Regions from separate parts of the Mus musculus genome. Here region 2 is linked to region 1. A link is a contact called in public HiChIP or PLAC-seq data. All regions are on one chromosome and are shown on one strand. The core of a region is the stretch at or near the end of the contact, and the rest is flanking DNA. Distances in the headings are between cores, read along the strand shown. Region 1 holds the start of Zfat (zinc finger and AT hook domain containing). Region 2 has its middle 20 kb from the start of Mir30b.

Region 1 (7,707 bases), core at 1,859-4,358:
ACCCGCATGCACAATATTCAGGAACTCATGGCTTTCCAGACACCTGGTACTAAAAGATCAACAACTACCAATTATAGTCATGCATTCAGTTTGCAAATCAGCACACACAGAGAAACCTATGTCTTTCTCACTGGCTCCTTTGCCTTTCCTACAGGTCAGGAATTTTTATTGCATCCTGTTTTTGAAGGATGACATAGCTTCCAGCCACCCTGAGTTTCCCTCAGTGCTAAGGCTGGAAACAGGTTCTTTGACATTGGTTATGGCCAATGAAAAACTCAGTACTAACACCTACATACTGGGCACACACAGGTGAATGAAACATGGAGATCTATGAGGAAGTGACTCTGGCTCTTACTGCTACCTAAGGTCACAATCATGTTGATATCAATAGCTTATGCTGTCCTTTTGGACAACATCCCTATTTAGGTTTTTAACATGTTGACTAAAATTGCTTCTTTCTCTCCTTGTCTTTTAATAGTTTTGTGGCTCAAAATCCATGCTAAGGTTATATGTATCCTTTTCTAAGACTGATTTCAATCAGTACTATATAAAATTATGTACATAAACTGTTTTCATATAAATGCATTTACTATTGATATAATTATTTAATATTGCTACAAATATATTTAATTATGCAAGGCCACTAAATTTCTCATATAACTAAATAGCATGTCATGTCCATAGATTTGGACACGGATTCCTCCCTGAGCCCTCTTGATAGGTGGACTACCACTAGTGGGCAAGCTGGGACCGAGCTCCTCTAGGAACCAATAAAGCATGAGAATATTCATTATGAACTTCTCAGTGATTTCCATTTCATTCCATTAGTTCTTCTCTCTTAACTGAAGGCATCTAGAAATGTAAAGATTAAAAATGTCAGTCAGGGCTAAGGAGATGGCTCAGGGGTAAAGCTCTTTTGCCCAAACATGAGGGCCTAAGTTTGGATTCTAGGCACCTTCTAAAAAACGCTAGGTGTGGTGGGCTTGTGATCTTAGTGCTGAGCGAGACAGGAGGATCCTAGGGGTTCATTGGCCAGCCAGGCTAGTCAGACAATGAGTTTCAGGTTCAGCAAGAGGCCCTATCTCAAAACATGAGGTACACAACAATAGAGAAGACTGAAAGCTAGCCTCTGCCTTCTAAGTGCACACTCATGTCCCCATCTGAAAGTGTGAGCCACACAAGAAGGTGAGGAAGCAACTGTGGTGTCTCCATTCACAAAACTGCCTTCCGTCCCTTTCCTTACTAATTTCCTCCTTCTTGGGACCAGCCTGGGAAAAGATATGCAATAAGTCTTTTTTGAAAAAATGAGTAGATTTAAGGAAGGAATAGTGGAGAAAAATCACAGCCACCCCTCACCCCCTCAAGACCACATCTACAGTCAGTTTTTTTTTTTTTCTTCTTCTTCTTCTTAAAAAAAATTTGGCTTTACTGTTTGGGAGCCATTGAGTTTTGAGATATATGTTAACTAGCTTCATTTCCAAAACTGATTTTGGCTACAACATTCAAGAGCAATCGACCCACCTGCTAATCAATCAATAGTATTTCAGTGCTGCTTTTTAAGAAAGGCAGCCCAGCACAAAACCAGTATTGTCAGCAACCAGCACAACTCACATGTCCTGACAGAAAATTAGTGTAAATATTTGGAGTTCTAAAAAGGAAATCACATCAATGCAGCATTCTGGTTAGTTCATTTTCAAATGAAAGATGTTACTGTTCCCCTGCCACGCAGCCCTCCCTGAGGCAGAAGTTAGTGGAGGTGAAGCAACAACTTCCTGATTCTCCTCACATTGTGTCTACCGGCATCTGGTGGGTTGTGGAAAGGTGGGGCCACACACTTCATGGACTGTCTATGTGATCTCAAAAAAGCTACACAACCTTCCTGAACACCTGTCCTTTGCTCACCTGCCCACTGAAATAAAGATGTTTTTAAATATGTACTAAACAGAAGAATGAAGAATTAGACCAGTCATCTTAAGGTTCACTGCCCAAAGGCACGTCAACGTTTCTGGTTTTTGTTTTTAAAAAAGTGAACAAAATGAATGAGCTCATTCAGTCGTTCAGTAGCATTACTATGAAATCTGTGATGGGTAGGCAAAGACTAAAAGACCCAGGGGCCTTTGTGACAGGACCCTCTCTCCGCTCGGCAAACTCAGTCCATGGCAGAAAGGGGTAGCAAACAGTTATGCGCAACTGAATGTGAAGAAGTAATAAACACATGACCTCGACCTGTGGGGGTAAGAGAGAGGAACCTAGAGCTGTCTGAGGAGCACTCCAAGCTAAACACTACAGAAGGACTATACTCAGCATTTCACCAGCACTGTAAAAACAAACCAGGGCTGCCCAGACGCCGGTCATTTCCGTCCTGCTTCTTTTAACATTTTTCTCTTGTTTCTGTATGTGTGGAGTACTTTTTTACAATGGCTAATTTAAAAACCTTTCTAAAAGATAGCTTTACCAGCACAAGTACGACTGTTATTATTATATATATACTTAATTGGCCAACTCTAAAACTCATTCCCAGTTTCGAATGCTAAAAAGCTGACCAAGATAGGTAGGGATAAGGGACTTCGATGTCGGTAGAAATATATTCTATCAAAGTTACGTGGAACAGACGCTTCCTGCAGCGTGCGGAGGGGGCTCTAAGCTCCTAACATAAAAAACGGAAAGGTGGTCACTGAGCTTCCAAAAAAAAAAAAAAAAAAAAAAAAAAAAAAGATGTGCGAGGCACTGTCACTTCCAACCCGGCTCGTCCCGGACCCTGGGAGAGCCTGCCTGGGCCAACTACACCTAGTCAACCCGACCGGCAACTTGGGAAACTGAGCCCCGGAAAAGCTAGTATGCAAAGGGGCGCACTAGCCTGCCCACTCGCAGCCGTCCCCGCACGGAAGAGGATTCAGGACATTCCGGGTCCTGACTCCCACGTCCCAGGATCACAGCGTCCCGCCCCGGGCGTGGCCCAAAACAGCGCGCAGAACGCCGGGACGAGAGGCCGGCACCTAGGGTAGCCGCGAGCATGCGCACTGTGCCTTGCGTGCCGAGGGCGGTTCCCCGCGACCGACGTCGCTACGTAGGCGTCGGATCCCCGGGGAGAGGAGGGCGAAGACTCCATCCGCCATGTTGGATGCCGCAGATTCGCCATAACCTCTCCGGCTCTTTCCCTAAAAAAATCAAAATAAAGAGCGAAGTTTCCTCAGGGTGTCCGACTTTCTCGCTCAGCCCGGGAGGGAGCCGGGAAGAGCCCGAGGCTTTTTTTTTCCTCCGCCGTGGGGGCGTTGCCATGGAGACGCGGACGGCAGGTGAGCGGGGATGGGGGTTGGGGCGCGGCGGGGTGGGGGTGGGGCGCGGCGCCGCGCGGGAAACCGCTCGTGGTGTGCAGTGGGGAGGCCGCGCGCAGACTCGGGCCGGCGGAGGGATCCACGGGCGGGCGGAGCGCCGACGTCGCAGCGTTCTGCGGCCCACGTTTGGAAGCTGGCTTGATCCTGCCGCAGGAAAGAAAAAAAAGGGAGGCGGTGGAGAGCAAGCGAGGGGAGCGCCCTGCGCGCCTGGGGAGCAGTTTCCAGGGCTGTGGGCGGTGCCAGGGCGCCCGCCAGCGGCCATCCGCGGGCGTCTGGCTGCATAGGTGTTCGAGTCCCGTTGCCTGCCGCTGTTTGTGTGAGCTTTGAGTTGGCTTCTTGCTTAGTCAACAGTTTCGTAAAGTAGATGACTTCCCCTTCCCAGTGATCAACCCCGTGTTCTTAGCCAGGACGTGCTTCAAGTCCAGCCTTCTCTAGTGACCTTCAGAGGGAGCGGCCAATGAGAGAGATGGGCTTTATCACGGGTGACCCTGTCCCATGCAAGTAGTCATTTGCCTTCTGTCTTTGGCCCAGTGCTGTAGGGCATTGTCCTCGTGCGCTTGAACGAAGTGGCTCCAGGCCACTTCCTCCAGGCAGCCCTCAGACTGTCTAGCCAGAAGCTGCTTTAGCTGGTCTCATTGGAAGGGTAGACTTTTCACTTAACCCCTGGTGACTCCCCTTAACCTTAAGCTTGTGACCTCTAGCCTGTGATTGACACCAATTTAGACTCTTGGACCCTGACTTCCGAGGGTCGCTGCCAGTGTCTCCTGGTTGTTCTTAGTTGGTCATTCACTGAAGAAGAGAAAAGTTGAGAGCCCAGATTCCTGACAGTGGAGCTTTAAAGAGATCGGACTTCTGGCTTGGAAAACAATGTGAACCATATGTTTGCTTGGCCTTTGTCACTGTCCCCTGGAATTCAGACAGGCTCTTAGTAGGGGTGACCTTCTATTGAATGACTGAGTGAAGGAGCTGCTGATCATTTGTACACGTCACTGTGGTTTCCTGCTGGAGCCTGGGTCCATCCATACAGGGGACAGAAAACTCACGTTCCTGGGGCTTACCTCCACTACTCTCCACCTTTAGCTTTGGAACCTATCACTTGATCTGTGAAATTAGTGTTGGTGCTACAGAGTGGCTATAGGTCAAAGGGACACACAACAAGCCCCAAACAGGTTATCTTTCTGTTTTCCAGCCATGACAAGTGAAGAAGGCTCATAGTTTGAACAAAATGTATTTCTGTCAGCTCGTTTCTGGGAAATTTCCCGTTTTGGTGTTGGAAAGGCGGCTTTGGGTGGTAAACAGGCTGGGTGGTCATTGCCCCAGTTCCAGCTCTGTTCTGTGTGTGTTCCAGCTCTGTTCTGTGTTGGTCTCTTTTTCATGGTATCTTTTGCTTTGGGTGCAAAGGTTTCTGCTTCTTTCTTTTCCCACCTTGTAGTGTACACAACAGCTTCTCAGCTATCGCTGTCTTGAAGGAGAATCTAGTGGCTGCTCAGAGCAGGCCTAGTCAGAGTTGGGTGATTACACTGTTTCTCCTCCTCTCATTTTCTTTTATAGATGTCTCATGCATGCTGCCCCTGAAAACCTCTCTATCAAGATGGGTCAGTTTAATAGAGGGGGATTTAGCCTAATGGTTTGTCCCTTGTCACCTGTTGGGGTTGTTAAGCTTTCAGCGTGTCAAACTTTCCAGGGGCAGGTACTCCCTTCAGAGGCAGTCTCTCACTGTTCACAGCTTTGCTGGAGAGAGCCGCTCCTGAGAGACTCTGAGAGCTCCTGAGAGCTCCTGAGGCAGGGGCTGTGACCCTTGTGCTTGAGGCCCATGTGTTGTGCCTCTACCTTGCTCACACTGGTGGCACTCCAGATGGTTTTCATAACAACACACTGTCACCATGCATTTGCTTTGGGAAGTGTGTGTGGATGGAAAGGTGGGGTGAAGTTTGGTTATAATTTTTTTTTTTTCCGAGACAGAATTTTCCAAGAAGCATCCCACATGATTATGATTTTTTTTTTTTTTTTTGTTCTGAAGGGGAAAAAAGTAACTTTGGAGTGGGGAATAGTGAACATTTTAAAACATATATTGTAGATTCAAAGTTGGCTTAAAAAACATAAAATATACATGGTGGCTTACAACCATCTATAATGGGATCCAGTGCCCTCTTCTGGTGTGTCTGAAGACAGCTACAGTGTACTCATGTAAATAAATAAACAATTAAAAAAACATAAAATATAAAAACAAATGAATTTGCTTCTGAAAAGACAATGCTTGGCACACCGATGTCAAACAGGGCCTTGAAGTTGAGTAGCAGAATTGTCTTTGTTCTTTTTAAAGTTTTGAAAATCGTAAGTTGATAGTTATACCTGTGCTTGTGGCACTCACAGCCCTGCAATTTATGAGCACAATGGGGAATAATTAGGTTAATCCAGTCTGGCACCTTTTTTTGTCATCATTTCTTGAGGTGAGAACATTTGAAATGTACTCTTTTAGTGGGTTTTTGAAGTGAAAAATACATTATTTATTCTGTTCACTATGCCATGCAGAATATCATACAGAACGTGAAAACATAGTTTTGCTAATAGAGGCTTGCCTCGTGCCCTGCCTCCCTTTCTCTCAGACCCCATTCTGTTCTCTCCATCTGTGAGGTCTGTTGCTTCAGCTCCACCTGCCTATCTACAAAGGCAGAGCCATTCTCTGTGCTCACATTGCACGCTCTCTTCATCCGCTCATGGACACTTAGGGTGCTTCTTCACCTGGGCTCTTATTACTTTTTTGATGAACATGGAAGTTCAGATGCCCCTCTGCCAACTGGTTTAGAATATTCTCCTTCCTTTAACTCTAGGTCAACTGGCATTGCAACGTATTGACCTCTGGAATCTGGTGCCTTTGTGTTCCAGCCTGTCTGGATAGAAACCAGATGAGTAGGTGGGGACCTTGCCTCAGAGGATAGTGGACAAAGCTGCAGGCCCTCTGGATAGGAAGGTGACATTGTCTCACCATAAGGAGAGGAACCTGGAGCCAAAGAGCATAGGGAGTGTGGGGCATTGGGCGATGCACAGACAGGCTGGTCTCCAGTTGAGCTGAGGTCTGAACCCCAGAAATGGTGATAATTCACCTACAAAACACTGTAGGTGTTCCTTTATGCTCCTGGAACTCTGGCCCCTGCCTAAGTTACTCCCCCCCCCCATCCCCCACAAGAGAAGCATGGTTAGAAGTCACATAGGCAATGACCCAAGCTTCTGACCTTCAGGCTAAACTCCTCCCCAGTTACCTAGCAACAGTGAAGACCATAAAAAGGGCTGTTCAGCCCCTGCTTGCTCTCTTACTTTTTACTCTCTTATTTGTCTCTCTTACCTCTCTTAACCCTCACTCTCACCCCCTCTTTCCTCTCTCTTTGTCTTCTCCTCTCTTCTCTCTCCCTCTTACTCTCTTTCTCTCTAGCCTTCTCTCCCCCCCCCCCACCCCCTTTCTACCTTCTCCCTTTCCCCCTGCCTTTCTATAATACAGCTCTAAAACCATAGAATGTCTCTGGTCATCAAGGCCCATTGCGCTTAGAGGATGGGACAGGCTTTCTCCTAATGAGAAATCTAATCTCCTGTTAGAAGGCCTTCCTGTGCTCCAGTCAAGATCCACTGCACTCACTCTCGCTGCACTCACTCTCACAGGTGTTGGGAACCTCTTCCCTCATCCCTCTCTCCCATAACCCTGGTGGCTTTAGCAAAGTAGCTCCGGGAATCCCCCAGGTAGGGCTGCCCCTTGGCTACCCCCTGAAGAGTGGGTCAGAGGCTTGAATGCCCACCTAGGGATGAGTGGAAGGTAGCTAGCAGCCCTCCCACCCCTGAAAGACCAGAGAATAGGTAAAACTCTGGTGGGGTATGGGCTTCCCCTCCCCTTCTTCTCCGGGCCCTCTTTTTAGTTCCCAACAAGGGAGCTTGGGGTATGTGGCACCAAAATGAGGTGAGGGACCTGGAGCCAAGGAGCATAGAGAGCTTGTGGTATCTGGCACTGCTCTGTCACCAGTCTCTAGCTAGCCAGATTTTTGGTGTCCATATTGCTCCATTGTTGCCAATGGGCCTTCATGAACTGCCGTTTCTCATACCTTTAGGTCTGTTCTTAGTCTTTAGTGGCAGGTCCCTATCTTTCAGATACTGGCCAAACTATGAAACTGTCTCTTCCTTCTTGAGGGTGTCACATAGATCTAGAAGAGCAAAAACAAAAACAAAACAAAAACAAAAAACCAATTCCTGTAGGAAAAGGGCATCAGGAACCTTCATGTGAGTTCTGAATATTGAAGATATCAATGGGCTCCAGGTAGGGATTCTGGGAAGACTTCTTGAAGCATGAGGTAGTGGAATTGGATCTTGCAGAGTGAATAGATACCCA
Region 2 (7,707 bases), core at 1,434-3,933, 60 kb before region 1:
TTGCTTGTTTGTTGATCCTCTGATGTGGCCTTAAAAACTTTTTTCTAATTATTTATATTTGTAAATTTCTTCTTTGGGTGGTGATCTCCAAAGAAAAATAAATCACACCTTTGTCTAAATTTCCCAAATAAGAAGAAGCAGATTCAGTGACAGAAGACTCATTTATGAACTAAGACTTGTTGTACTGGGAGTGAGGCCACAGGCCTCTCATCCCAGCTCTCTGGAGGTGGAGGCAAGTGGATCTCTCTGAGTTTCTGACCAGCCAAGGTTCCATATTGTGACCCTATCTCAAAAATAAACTAAAAAATAAGGCATTTGTAACTTTGATTTTCTTGTCTTTAATAATACCTTTATAAAAGTTATGCATAATTACTATCCACCATGTGTGTAGCCTCCTATAATTATCAGAGTCAGCAAGAGGTCTAAATCCACATAAATGTGCAGTCCATACTGCCATTACCTGCTTGGCCGTTTTGCAGCATTTTAAACTCAGATTTGAGCATTTCCACAGCTATCCCCACTACTCCTGCAGAGACTCCATCCCGTGGTAAACGAATCAAGACTTTTTCACACAGTCTGTTGAGTGTTCATTTCGGGAGTAGGTTCAGAGTCCTCAGTGTAGTTCACACAATTATCTGGCCAATAGTTTCCAAATATCTTTGTAATGGCTTCTGTTCTTTAAAGTTTTCAGTACTGGGATTATAACATATTGATGTAGTGTGTGATTACAATGCATTCATGAAACCCTCAGATTCCTTTAGCCATACCATGAAATTTAAATTTAACAATTTATAAAAGCACCACTTTGCCAAAGCCCAATAAATACAGCACATAAATATAAATACATCAACTAACTGTTTCCCTTAGTCTCCCTTGCAGCATCTGAAGAACACTAGATAACCACGGCAGGAACCCACCTTCTGGTATCTATCTCTGAAACAAACTCATCATACTCAAACCTTCCAAAGCATCCTGCTTGTAACCCTCTGTCTCCAAGTTTACTATTTTTCCGTAGTGAATTCCCTACTTTCTTATTAGTCTTGACAGCTTGCATGGTTATCCACTCTCAGCTCCAAGTGTGACCTACTCAATCTTGAATCCTTTCACTCAGTTCAAGACAGAAATCATGAAGAGGCAATAGCAGCCCAAATGAGGCTTTATTGGGGGTATATGCGGGAACACGATGGAGCCAATACCCAGGTAAGGTTTTCCAGGTACTGGTTCCTGGTAGCCTTGAGGAGAAAGGTCATGGAACCAATAGGCAGGCTCCCACTTTCTCATGACCTTAGAGTGTCTGCAGGTCTTGTCCTGTGTTCCTCACACTAAGAGTTGCATGCAGTATGGTAATATGAGTATTCATGTTGAGTTTGGCTACACGCTCACCAGTGAGGTCATGATCCTGTCAAGTTCAGACATTGGATATGTCTGGGGTTAGGAAGGGTTATAGAAAAATCTGAGGGAGAGTAAAACATGTGCTCCTGAACCTGGTCGTTACAGAAGACATTTTTTTATTAGATATTTTCTTTATATACATTTCAAATGCTATCCCGAAAGTTCCCCATACCCTCCCCTTGCCTTGCTCCCACTTCTTGGCCCTGGCATTCCCCTGTATTGGGGCATATAAAGTTTGCAATACCAAGGGGCCTCTCTTCCCAGTGATGGCTGACTAGGCCATCTTCTGCTACATATGCAGCTAGAGATACGAACTCTGGGGGTACTGGTTAGTTCATATTGTTGTTCCACCTCTAGGGTTGCAGACCCCTTCAGCTCCTTGGGTGCTTTCTCTAGCTTCTCCATTGGGGGCCCTGTGTTCCATCTTATAGATGACTGTGAGCATCCACTTCACAAGACAGCTATAAGAGGGTCCCTTCATCAAAATCTTTCTGGCATATGCAATCATATCTGGGTTTGGTGGCCGATTATGGGATGGATCCTCGGATGGGGTATTCTCTGGAGAAGACATTTTTTAATGGCATTTGCCTTAGGTAGGAAAGGATGAGGAATCAGGGCTATCCTTACTGTTACTGATTGGATGGCATTTAATTGTTCCTGCTAAAAATCCTCTTCTAAAAATCTACTCTGATGCTTTTGCCTGAGTTCCTGTGCATTCATTCCTCTATGTTCACTAAACTGTGTGTGTCACAGTAACTCTGTAACACTAATTGTGTTATGTTTGGAATACATTTTAATTGATGTTTTACTTCTAAGATCAAGCATGTGGTTTGTAATAGGGAAGGGTGGATAGGTGGGTGGGTGGTGGGTGGATGGATAGAAGGATGGATGGATGGATGGATGGATGGATGGATGGATGGATGGATGGATGGATTTCTTGGCCAAGTGAATGGCACAGTACATTGATCTAACCAAATAGGGACTGACAAGAGTCAGTTCCTGACAAGAAAGTCCTTTTCATCTGGGCAGTGGTGTGCACACCTTTAATCCCAGCACTTGGGAGGCAGAGTCAGGCAGATTTCTATGTTCAAGGCAAGCCTGTTCTACAGAGTGAGTTCTAGGACAGCCAGGACTACACAGAGAAACCCTGTCTTCAAAAAACAAAAAACAAAACACACACAAAAAAGTCCTTTTTATATTGCCAGCTTATTTTGATTTTGCCTATGTGTGAAGAATAGATCCAGCACACTTCCCAGAATACAGTCATAACAGAGCTGCCCTTAAGGAGTGGTCTAGTATGAGTCATAGCCTTCTTCCCATATCTGGAGCCATATATTTATAGATAATGCAGTGGGGTTTTTTATTTGTTAAACTGCAAAAAATAAATGGTTTTATGAAGGCCAAACAAAAGACTAATGGAGAAGGCTTTAATAATTAATTTTAAAGAGACTTACAGAAGACAGCTCAGCTATGAAGTTTTAGAAACATTTTTTTTTCCAGACAGGGTTTCTCAGTATAGCCCTGGCTGTCCTGGAACTCACTCTGTAGACCAGGTTGGCTTTGAACTCAGAAATCCACCTGCCTCTGCCTCCCAAGTGCTGGGATTAAAGGTGTGTACCACCACTGCCCAGCTGGAAACATTTATGTTATGAGTAGAAGATGTAGCCTGTTGGGTTGTTTGGGGATCCACTGAGGATGGTGTAAGGGCAACCTCACTACTCTTGTCCACTGTTGCTCTTTTAAATAGATCACCATATGTTTGAAAAGAGAGTGCTATTCATTTGAGAGCTACAAGATATGAGAGTCAACTAAGAGGTTACCATGTTATTTATTGCATAACACACTTTTCGAAATCACTCTTAAACAATGTTTAGTTTCTGTTTCCCCTCATTAGCACATTATTGTTCCCAAATACTGATTACAGACCAATGTCAAAAATGCTGCTGGGTCTGTACATTTTCCTTTCTTTAGGTAATTCTATTGATGGGTCTTAGTGAATCCCCACAAAAAAAGTAGGGACACAAAATTTAAAACCCTAACAATTCCTCTACAAAAGAGAAAACAGAACTTGTATTTATTGAATACCTACTATATCCAAAACACCATTATTCGCTTTTTTCATAAAGTGGCTTAGGAAATCTTCATAATTACCATTTTATAGAGGAAGTCTTGAGAGGTTAAGCAGTCTTCCCACCCACACAACATGTGGCACTGCTAAGGATCATTCCAGGTACATGTGACTTTAAGCCTCCGTTCTTTCAATAATATTACTAAGTTTCAAAGACCATATTGTGAGAAATCTTGCTGACAAAGCTAAGTCTATCACAAGATGCAAAGAGAAGCACTCTAAGATGTTAATTTCCTCTCTAGCTTCCTTGTTCATTCTCCCTTGGAGGCAATAAGGAAAATTCTATCCCCTGCTGACCCCTCCATTGTTGTATTCAATGCCCAGAATTATGTCAATTAAATAAGATCATTTGCATTGGTATAGGAATTTCAGACTTCACAAAGAATTTGCAACATTGTGTTTCTTCTCCATTTGATTAAAATTAAAATCCATTTAGGTTAGTGACTTACCCAAAGTCACATAGCTAATTAATAGGAAAGGACTTTCAACTAAATCTAGAATCTGCTGACCACACATACCCAGTGTATCGACAAGTGAGAATGTGGGCTTTGTTTGCTAAGGATGGGAAAGGATTTCATCCTTTCATATGCTGCTGCTTTTCTTCTCATGAGTAAAGCTCATCTCTCCAAGGCATAAAATGTATAAGGTGTTCACAGTCATCTCCATATCCTCTGGTAATTATCTGAATGTGAAGATGTCAATCTTCACCTTGAACTATTCCACAAATGAGCACTGGGGTGGGGGGGGGAGTATAAGAAAGTGGTTAGAGCACCATTATTCATTCTCAATTATATGAAGGCTGGCCTCAGCACAGTATAGGAAGGCAGATTAGAAATCCAGCCGAGATGGGGGTGGAGGTTCATCAGCTACCTAGGCTCAGCTGTTTTCTAGAAGATTCCAGAGTAGGAAGGAAAAAATGTAGCAGTATATAAGTATTTTTTTCTTATTTTACTCTACAAACTTTGAGCAGAAAGAAGGGTGACTTTCAGATGATTTGCCCATACTCAACCAGATGAAATGGGAAAGCAGGAAGAACATCTGATTTGGTTGCACAAGCTGCAATCAGACTGTCTACATGTTTGAGTTTCATTTTTCATCTAAATCTGTCACTGTAGAACCACAGCACCCTGTTCAGTGATTTAAAACAGGATAGGAGGGCAGAGGAACTTGATTCTGAGTAAGAACATGGGAAACATGAAGTATCAGCAGCAAAGAGAGAAGGCTTGCTGAAACATTTGACATTACCACTCATGAAAATACATTTAAGCATATGGCTTTCAGTGTTGGAGCTTTTGCTATTTCAAGTAGTGCTGAAAATGGCAGAGACAGTTGAATCTTAAAACCTAGCATCCATCATCTTTCTTCCAGATTATTGATTCTTTCCTGTCTGTATGTTGCCTTTAATATGAACATGTGTTCTTGGTGTACAGGACTTTTCTGAATGTAAAGAGTCATTCCATAATCTAATTATTTTTCCACATTTATAAGCATTGGAGAAAATAGTCACAGGTTGTTTTTTTTTTTTTTTCCTCTTGAGTACTCAAATACTTCGTCATTTGGATCAATCTTCCCATTTAGAAAGAAAAAAAATGGATGGGAAATATTCTGTGGTATCTAATGAAAGGTGGAAATTGAGGACGGTAGTAAGCTCAGCAATTGCTGGTGCCTCTTCTGTCTTGGTAGTATTTGCAAAGCTAAAGATAACTGTCACTTCTTTTTTTTAAATTTAATTTAATTTTTAAAATTGTTTTATTTATTTACAATCCTAACCCTAACTTTTTCGTAGGAGTCCCCAACCTCAGTGCAATGGTTGGCTGTGAGTATCTGCATCTGTCTCAGCCAAGTGCTGGTAGAGCTTCTCAGAGGACAGTCATGCTAGGTTCCTGTCTGCAGGCCAAACATGGCATAAGTAATACTATCAAGATTTGCCTGCCCATTGGACTGTTCCCAAGTTGGATTGGTCACTGGATGGCCTTTCCTTTCATCTCTGCTCCATTTTTGTCCCTGCATTTCTTTTAGACAGGATCTATTCTGGGTCAAAAATTTTAAAGGTAGGTTGGTGACCCCATCCCTCCACTGGGGCCCTGTCTGTCTACTGGAAGTGGTCTCTTCTGGTTCCATCTCCCCACTGTTGGGCATTTCGGCTAAGGTCATCCCCATTAACTTCTTGGAGCCTCTGCCATTCCAGGTCTCTGGGACTTTCTAGAGATACACACACACACTTCCTACAGCTGCATGTTCCTATTTATTCTCCTGGACCTCTGATCTTCTTCCTGTCTCCACCCATATCTGATCCTGCACCCTATTCTCCCCTCCCCTCTCCCACCAAGGTCCCTCTTCCCTTTTCCCTCCCTCCTGATTATTTTGTTCCTGCTTGTAAGTGGGATTGAAGCATCCTCACTTGGGCCTACCTTCTTGTTAAACTTCTTACTGTCTGTGGGTTATATCATGGGTATACTCTACTTTTTGGCTAATATCTACTTATCAGTGAGTACATACCATGCATGTTGTTTTGGGTCTGGGTTGCCTCACACATGATCATATCTTCTAGTTCCATCCATTTTCCTGAAAAGTTCATGATGTCCTTGTTTTTAATAGCTGGATAGTATTCTATTGTATAAACAGAATACTAATTTTTGTATCCATTCTTGGGTTGAGAGACATCTGGGTTGTTTTCAGCTTCTGACTATCACAGATAAAGCCACTATGAGCATAGTGGAACATGTTCCTCTATGGTATGGTCGGGCATCTTTTGGGTATATACGCAATAGTGGTATCTTCAGGATAGAGTCTTCAGGCAGATCTATTTCCAACTTTCTGAGGAACCTCCAGATTGATTTCCAGAGTGGTTGTACCAGTTTGCAATCCCACTACTAATGGAGGAGTATTCCTTTTCCTCCACATCTTTGACAACATGTGCTGTCACCTGAGCTTTTGATCTTAGCCATTATGATTGGTGTAAGGTGGAATCTCAGGGTTATTTTGATTTACATTTCCCTGATGACTAAGGATGTTGAACCTTTCTTTAAGTGCTTCTTGGCCATTCAAGATTCCTCTGTTGAGAATTCTCCAATTCGTTCTGTTTAGATACGTGCATTGAATCCCTGACCTTTCCAAGACTTTTAACATCAAAGGGTGTTGGATTTTGTCAAAGATCTTTTCAGCATCTGAGATGATCGTGTGTTTTTTGTCTTCAGTTTGTTTATCTAGTGGATTACATCAATGGATTTTTGTATATTGGACCATCCCTGCATCTCTAGGATGAAGCCTACTTGATCATGGTATGTTTTGATGTGTTCTTGGATTTGGTTTACCAGATTTTCATTAAGCATTTTTTTTTGTGTGTGTGTCAATGTTCATTAGCAAAGTTGGTCTGAAATTCTCTTTCATTCTTGAGTATTTGTGTGGTTTAGGTATCAGGGTGACTGTGGCCTCACAGAATGAGTTTGGTGATATTCCTTTTGTGTCTATTTTGTGGAATTATTTGTGGAGTATTGGTATTAGCTCTTCTTTGAAAGTCTAGTAGAAATCTGAACTAAAACTATTGAGCCCTGGGCTTTTTTTTTTTTTTTTTTTTTTTTTTTTTTTTTTTTTTTTTTTTTTGGTTGGGAGACTTTTAATGATTGATTCTATTTCCTTAGGGGTTATGGGGCTATTTAAATAGTTTACCTGATCTTGATACCTGATATGGTAAGTGGTATCTGTCTAGAAAATTATCTATTTTGTTAGCATTTTCCAGTTTTGTGGAGTACAGGCTTTTGAGGTAAGACCAAATGATGTTTTGAATTTCCTCAGTTTCTGTTGTCATGTCTCCCTTTTCTCTTCTGATTTTGCTAATTTGGATATTTATTGTATCTGTGCCTTTCAGTTAGGCTAAGGGTTTGTCTATCTTGTTGATTTTCTCAAAGAACCAGTTCTTGGTTGTGTTGATTCTTTGTGTTCCCTTTGTTTCTAATTGATTGATTTTAGCCCTGAGTTTGACTATTTTCATCAGTCTACTTCTCTTGGGTGTGGTTGCTTCTTTGTGATTTAGAGCTTTCAGGTGTGCTATTAAGTTGCTAGTATGAGAATTCTCCAATTTCATTATGAAGTCACTTACTAATATGAATTTTCCACTTAGTAATGCTTTCATTGTGTCTCTTAAATTTGTGTATGTTGTGCCTTCATTTTCATTGAATTCTAGAAAG

The links. HiChIP or PLAC-seq counts read pairs in DNA pulled down with a chosen protein or histone mark.
Region 2: a contact with region 1 is called in an H3K4me3 HiChIP or PLAC-seq map of bone marrow-derived macrophages, with 4 times the contacts expected there. The contact joins the enhancer-like site here to the promoter of Zfat in region 1. A contact is called at or near these places in 2 of 15 datasets of contacts at CTCF or cohesin (CD8 T cells and the NIH/3T3 cell line), 6 of 484 Hi-C or Micro-C datasets (the AML12 cell line, ECoMG-derived neutrophils, the G1E-ER4 cell line and 2 more), 7 of 115 datasets of contacts at active chromatin or transcription factors (the 230-238 cell line, the SCID.adh cell line, bone marrow-derived macrophages and 4 more) and 1 of 9 other capture datasets (adipose tissue).

What each region holds. Positions count from the first base shown.
Region 1 is chr15:68,254,257-68,261,963 of GRCm38.p6, reverse strand. It overlaps Zfat (zinc finger and AT hook domain containing), which reads left to right and starts at 3,108. Exons shown (of 16, transcript NM_001145888.1): 1 at 3,108-3,296. The coding sequence starts at 3,278.
Region 2 is chr15:68,314,052-68,321,758 of GRCm38.p6, reverse strand. No RefSeq gene overlaps it. Among named protein-coding and RNA genes, the nearest start is that of Mir30b, 20 kb to the left of the region's middle. Within about 2 kb of position 2,683, at least 3 of the 459 cell types and tissues checked have an H3K27ac peak or open chromatin away from gene starts, as enhancers often do. A contact at or near this core is called in bone marrow-derived macrophages, where this site is marked.